Regions from separate parts of the Mus musculus genome. Here region 1 is linked to region 2. A link is a contact called in public Hi-C data. All regions are on one chromosome and are shown on one strand. The core of a region is the stretch at or near the end of the contact, and the rest is flanking DNA. Distances in the headings are between cores, read along the strand shown. Region 1 overlaps Gm4470 (a long non-coding RNA gene). Region 2 has its middle 25 kb from the start of Gm32028.

The links. Hi-C and Micro-C count contacts between places; a contact is called where the count stands out from the background.
Region 1: a contact with region 2 is called in a Hi-C map of the N1E-115 cell line, with 6 times the contacts expected there. The contact joins two enhancer-like sites. A contact is called at or near these places in 8 of 484 Hi-C or Micro-C datasets (the N1E-115 cell line, embryonic stem cells and liver), 1 of 115 datasets of contacts at active chromatin or transcription factors (embryonic stem cells) and 1 of 9 other capture datasets (embryonic stem cells).

What each region holds. Positions count from the first base shown.
Region 1 is chr19:56,080,116-56,082,815 of GRCm38.p6, forward strand. It overlaps Gm4470 (a long non-coding RNA gene), which reads left to right. Exons shown (of 3, transcript XR_386811.3): 2 at 1,007-1,121; 3 at 1,224-1,300. Gm52387 (a long non-coding RNA gene) reads right to left here. Exons shown (of 3, transcript XR_003952892.1): 3 at 1,361-1,435. Among named protein-coding and RNA genes, the nearest start is that of Gm4470, 3.5 kb to the left of the region's middle. Within about 2 kb of position 1,401, at least 1 of the 459 cell types and tissues checked has an H3K27ac peak or open chromatin away from gene starts, as enhancers often do. A contact at or near this core is called in the N1E-115 cell line, where this site is marked.
Region 2 is chr19:56,201,279-56,203,978 of GRCm38.p6, forward strand. No RefSeq gene overlaps it. Among named protein-coding and RNA genes, the nearest start is that of Gm32028, 25 kb to the left of the region's middle. Within about 2 kb of position 1,378, at least 28 of the 459 cell types and tissues checked have an H3K27ac peak or open chromatin away from gene starts, as enhancers often do. A contact at or near this core is called in the N1E-115 cell line, where this site is marked.

The DNA of each region.
Region 1 (2,700 bases), core at 151-2,650, 120 kb before region 2:
CCAACCACTTTCCTATACATTCCAGCAACCAGGAACCTCCTAATTAAATAGTGTCCTATTATGTGACCGGATTGTGCATTTCCAGGAAAGACAAAGTAATTGAATTAGCTTTGAAATGTCAGCCCTGCGGCAGATACTGTTGTGGGCTGAGATGGAGCAATTTTTTTTTTTTTTTTTTTATGGCTGCTGGCAACCTCGTGGTTAACTCTAACAGTTATGTGCGGCATTTGGCATAAACGAATGCTCATCTGCCTAAAGAAATGAAGCCCTTAACTCACTGCCTTTCTGGACTCGAACTTCCCGGTTTTCTCCGATAGTTGGTTGTGAATTTTGAGAGTGTGGACTCAACTTTCTCTCAGTAGATGAAACCCTCACAGAAAGAATTGTCACCCACTATATAGGGTGTGGCTACCAACCTCCACTGCACTGTGTCTGGTTGTTTTGACTGTTGATTCACCTCATCATAAACAGCTAAGTGCTTACTATCGCCCAGGCATCCTTCTGAGCCTTAGGAAAGAGCAGAGAGGAGTCGAGTGTGATTTGTGATTACAGAGCTCTGGCTTTGGAGTGTCCAGCCAGAGGGAACAGGTGCAAGCACCCTGAAGAGGAAAGAGCTTGGTTTGGTGGCAATCCAGGGGAGGAGTGTGCAGCTGAGGCAGACTTGTCCTGGATGCTAAGGCCAGGAGAGGCAGGCAGCACCAAGTGACACTAGGTGGTGGCGTTTCATTCTAAACACAACAACAAAGAGGATATCGGGAGACTTCTAAGCAGGAAAAGGAAATGACTTGTATGGTTTTCTAAGGATCACTCTGGCTACCTAACAGGAAACAAAGTCTAGGGAGGCAGGAATGGACAAGACAGGAAAAGTATTGCAGAGTTCCAGGTGGAAAGTGGTGGTGATGTGGGTCAGAATGGCAGCAGTGAGACAGGAGGAGAGGCGATGTGGTGTGGGTGGTGGATGGACGGGGCGAAAGAAGATCTGAAGGTGACTTGCATTTTCCTCAAGCAAACGTGTGGATGGCGCTGCCAAGGCAGAGGTACAGGTGGCCATATGAAAATCTCCTTCCTGGATCATGTCTTCTGTGTCATTGACTTCATTCAATATGTTTCCTGGCCTGATGGTACGTGATTTTTATTTTATTTTATTTTATTTTATTTTATTTTATTTTATTTTTTGGCTCCTTGACTCATTAACATAGGAAAATATTTACTTCCTTCTGTAGATTCAAAGAACACCAAGGCACAGCAAAAGAGCATCCACTGAATATAATCAGGAGTTACCTACTTGAGCTATAACCTTTGCAGTGCTCTTCCTTTCTGGGAATCTCTGGCAGTGCCATCATTGATGGAAGGCAGTCTTGAGTGAGCCAGTGTTAAGTGACAGGTGTGGCTCTACGTGGCTCCGGTGAACGATGTCATCCAGTCTTCGTATAACCTGAGAAGTGAAATGGATTTCTTAACTCAACTCTTAGATAAAGAAACCAAGACTCACAGAGATAAAAGTCGCCTCTCAAGGTCATATGTATATAAGGGAAAGGTCAAAGGTTGAATTGAAACATGGGTCCCTTTGACCCCTGTGCTGTGCTGTCCTTTCAAATTTCACACTGAGCATTGTTTAGGGCTGGGACAGATGTTGGCACACAGCTGGGTGAAACACCTGCTTTGGTGATGCAGGTGCATCTGAGCCATAGGAACAATGATGGTGTTGGTGATCATCAGCTCCTATGAAGAGGACACACTAAGCAAAACAACACTGATGGTGCTGATGGTCATCAGCCTCTATGAAGACAACACACACACTGTGAGAGCTTCATGGCTGAGGACAGCCACAGGCCGCTGGGAATGCCTCTTGTTGGATGTGGAAGAGAATATGGAAATGTTTGGAGACATCTTTGCTCAGGACAGTAAATGACATTCACCTGCGTTTCAGAGGGAGGGGCGGCAGGAACACTAAAGACCCTGGCATACTTAGATGAACTTTCTGTCCCAAATGTTAGGAGTAGCATCGAGACGTTGGACCATCTGGTCAGTTTCTAAACTCTAGCCCATGACTAAGAAGCCTTTCTATCATGGAAGAGACCAGAGCATATTGATGGTAGTTGACTGTGCTAATGAGGTTTTGACTTAGAGTTTGGATTGAAAATTGAAGCTAGGCCTTCCATGATGCATGAAAGCCAAGGCAAATTGAGCTCATTCTGGAGGTCTGCTGGAGCTGAGGGGTTTCCTCCCTTCTCTTCTCCCATCATTTAAAAGAATTTGCCCTGTAAGATGAGTACTTAACTGGGAAGCTACAAGCTGGTATAGCCGGTATTGAAATACACTCGGGAGCCCTTAACAAAGAATATCTGATTACAGACAGAAACTTGAGTCTGTTTGTTTTCTGTTCATTTAATTTGATGTTTTTAATGATGCTGCAGGTTATTTGAAATACTCTATTTCAATGTACCCTTTATTTGTTGCACTCGCATCCTGAGGCGTAGAGGGTGAGGTACTTAGAAACCTCAAACAATACATTTCTGCTGGAAACAAGAAAGACAGTGCATCAGGGATGCTCTAGAATCTTAAGAAATAATTAGCCTGAATTTGAGTTCAGAGATAATTATAACAGATCTGTCCCATTCACCAAAACTAAACTTAAAAGAATATGAAAGATCAGTTAGAAACAATGACACTGTGAATGAGATAAATAGACATTGGGAG
Region 2 (2,700 bases), core at 128-2,627:
TATTTGCTCTTTAATTGCTTCCAATAACACACACAACATCTCAGAAAACAGACGCAGAGGCTCAGCTAGAAGGTGATGGAGGCTTCTAGAGTCCCAGTCATCACCCTACAAGACCCTTCGCAACAAAGTTTCATGAACTTGGCCTCCAGCGGCACATCCGAGATGCAGATTCCATGATGGAAGAGCTTTACTCTGTTTCCCTGGAGACTCTGGCTCAAAAGTTGCCAAATGAATGTTGATTTACAAGCGAGTAAGTGAGTAAGCTGTCCAGGATACACACCAAGAAGGGTTGCCTTGACAAAACTGCCTGTTAGGCTGTTAGATCCTGGTGTTGGAGGTTGGAAGAGCAGGGCTTCTGGCCTTGATGCCAGACAGTTGATGGAGCCCTCAGTGCCCAGACTGAGGCTCAAAGGCTGTGCTTCCTAATGCACCCCAGAGTTCCTTAGCTTTGTACAACAGCTGGCCAAAAGGCAGTTTCTTTAAAAAACTAAGTCAATCCAATGTAGGGTCCACATGGCCACTGAGTTGATGTTGTTGAGAGAGCTGGACTGTGGATATCCAGCCCTTCAAGCAGATGTTCTGGTTGGACCTCTTAATACTTCTTAATGCAGGGAAGACAGGTCAGGCCAAGGCAGCCCTGTGCCCTGCAGGCTGGCCCCCTGAGCACTGAGAAGATTCAGAAATGCTGCCATCTTGTGGCACCTCCAGGCCAGAGCAAGGTGGTCCCCAGCTCCATCCTTTAGCAAATCAAGCCCAGGTCTCTCTCTCTCTCTCTCTCTCTCTCTCTCTCTCTCTCTCTCTCTCTCTCTCTCTCTCTCTCTGTTCCTCTCCCATCTTTCCCCAGCTGGACATCAGCAGAGGAAAATTTGTGTGAACACAGTTTTGAATCTTTTACATTTATTTCCTGAAAAGAACACAAGAAAACCCTCTTTTAATTCTTAGGACTCTTCTGACAGCATGCTCTGTCAAAGTCTGCCAAGGAGAGGCTCTCACATCTAGGGCAACATCTTGGACCCAGCTCAGGAAAAAAGCAACAGAACCCAAACATGCCTACAGATCAGCCTGTCCTGATGAGGACTTGAGGCTCTAAGAATTCCAGATTGGACATGAGAATTCCTCTCAGCCTCTGAAAGCTTTGATCACAAACTGGATAATACCACACTAAAATATTGATCTGAAATGATTGTACCTGTTGGTTAGGGAGTCCAGATTGTGGTCCCTTGGGTTTCTAGATGGAGCTGGCACTTGATATGCCCAAGGAGACTGCATTGTGACAACATAACATTCGGATGCTTGTTCATCCTCAGCCTCTGGGTGTCTGCAGCATTCTAAATAAACAAAGTCCAGACAGGCGATCTGTCAGTGTGACTCAGGGCTGCAGGGTTGCACACTCGCAATCACAGAGCCATGAATGAGCAGGTCTGCCCACCCACTCCTGCTCTGCCCGCCCATGGAGGCTGCCTTGGGTAAAACCATCAAGGTGTGGAAATTGAACTTGGTACACACAGTCTCAACCCCCACCCCCACTCCCCAGCTCTCCTAGAAGTTATAGATCCACAGGGACCAGGTCTCTAAAGGAAGGGGTTGGGAAACAGGATGATAAATTATGACAGAAACAGAAAACTGGAAAGCCGGACGTGATTGTGTCATCTGTAATCCCAGCATGAATGCTGCTGAAGCAAGAGGACTGGCGCCAGTCCGAGGCCAGCCTGGGCTACAGACTGAGACTGCTTCCAAAAGAGAATGGGAAATGCTGTGAATATTACTGGAGGGAAAGAATAGGAAGGAGGGAGAAAAAGAAAAGGAAAAAGAAACCCAGATTGGACCCTGTGAGGGCCTTCTGCGCACTGAACTGAAAATATGAGCATTTGAGCTTAGGGGCAAGGGACAATTCATCCAAACGCTTGCTAGTCTACCCAGCGAAATAATCAGATTGAACCTGACAACCACAGTTATGTAACACAAAAGAGAGCCTGGGACTAAGAAAAATGGGGTATCAAACTGCTTACTTAGTTTCCCCCGGGGGTCAACAGCAGGGTCCAAGAACTCTACTTCTTTAGGCATGAAGCAGATGCTAGATACAAAAATTAGAGACCTCTCCTGAAACATTGCCCCAGGCCTGCTGGGCCCATAGCTCAAAAAGGGAGAAACTCAAAAGGGTGCCCGGTCCCGAGTGTCAGAGCGGGGTCCACAGCGCACATGTAGCTGGTCCGGGGCTTCCTGTGGTTAGCTCTGGAGTTTATATAGGCTGTCTGTTTCTCCCATCCCCATATCCCCAGGAAGAACACTACATCTTCCAGGAAAGCCGGCTGTGGGTTACGGAACATCCTTCCGGAAGATAGAATGAAGCAGCTAGTACTAGAGGACAGGAGTAAAGAGAATGAACACCCTCCTCCAGACACAGCTCCTCCCACTCCGGTTGTGGTTAGATTGACCAATGACTTTGCGCAGAAATGACCCATGTGCCTTTCACATCTGAAGCTAGACATCCGAAATTCTTTCCTCGGCTGTTTGAAATTCGGACTATTTGATATGATGGTAGCTCCATCAGTCTACTTGGCTCCATGATTCCCGCTACCAATATGGGATGGACTTGGAGTATGTCCACAAATAAAAACCGAGAAAAAGCGTTATGTTTCTTAGGGTGTGTTCCCGCACTGGGAAGCTGTTGTTTCGTTAGCACGACTTAGTCTGTCTTGG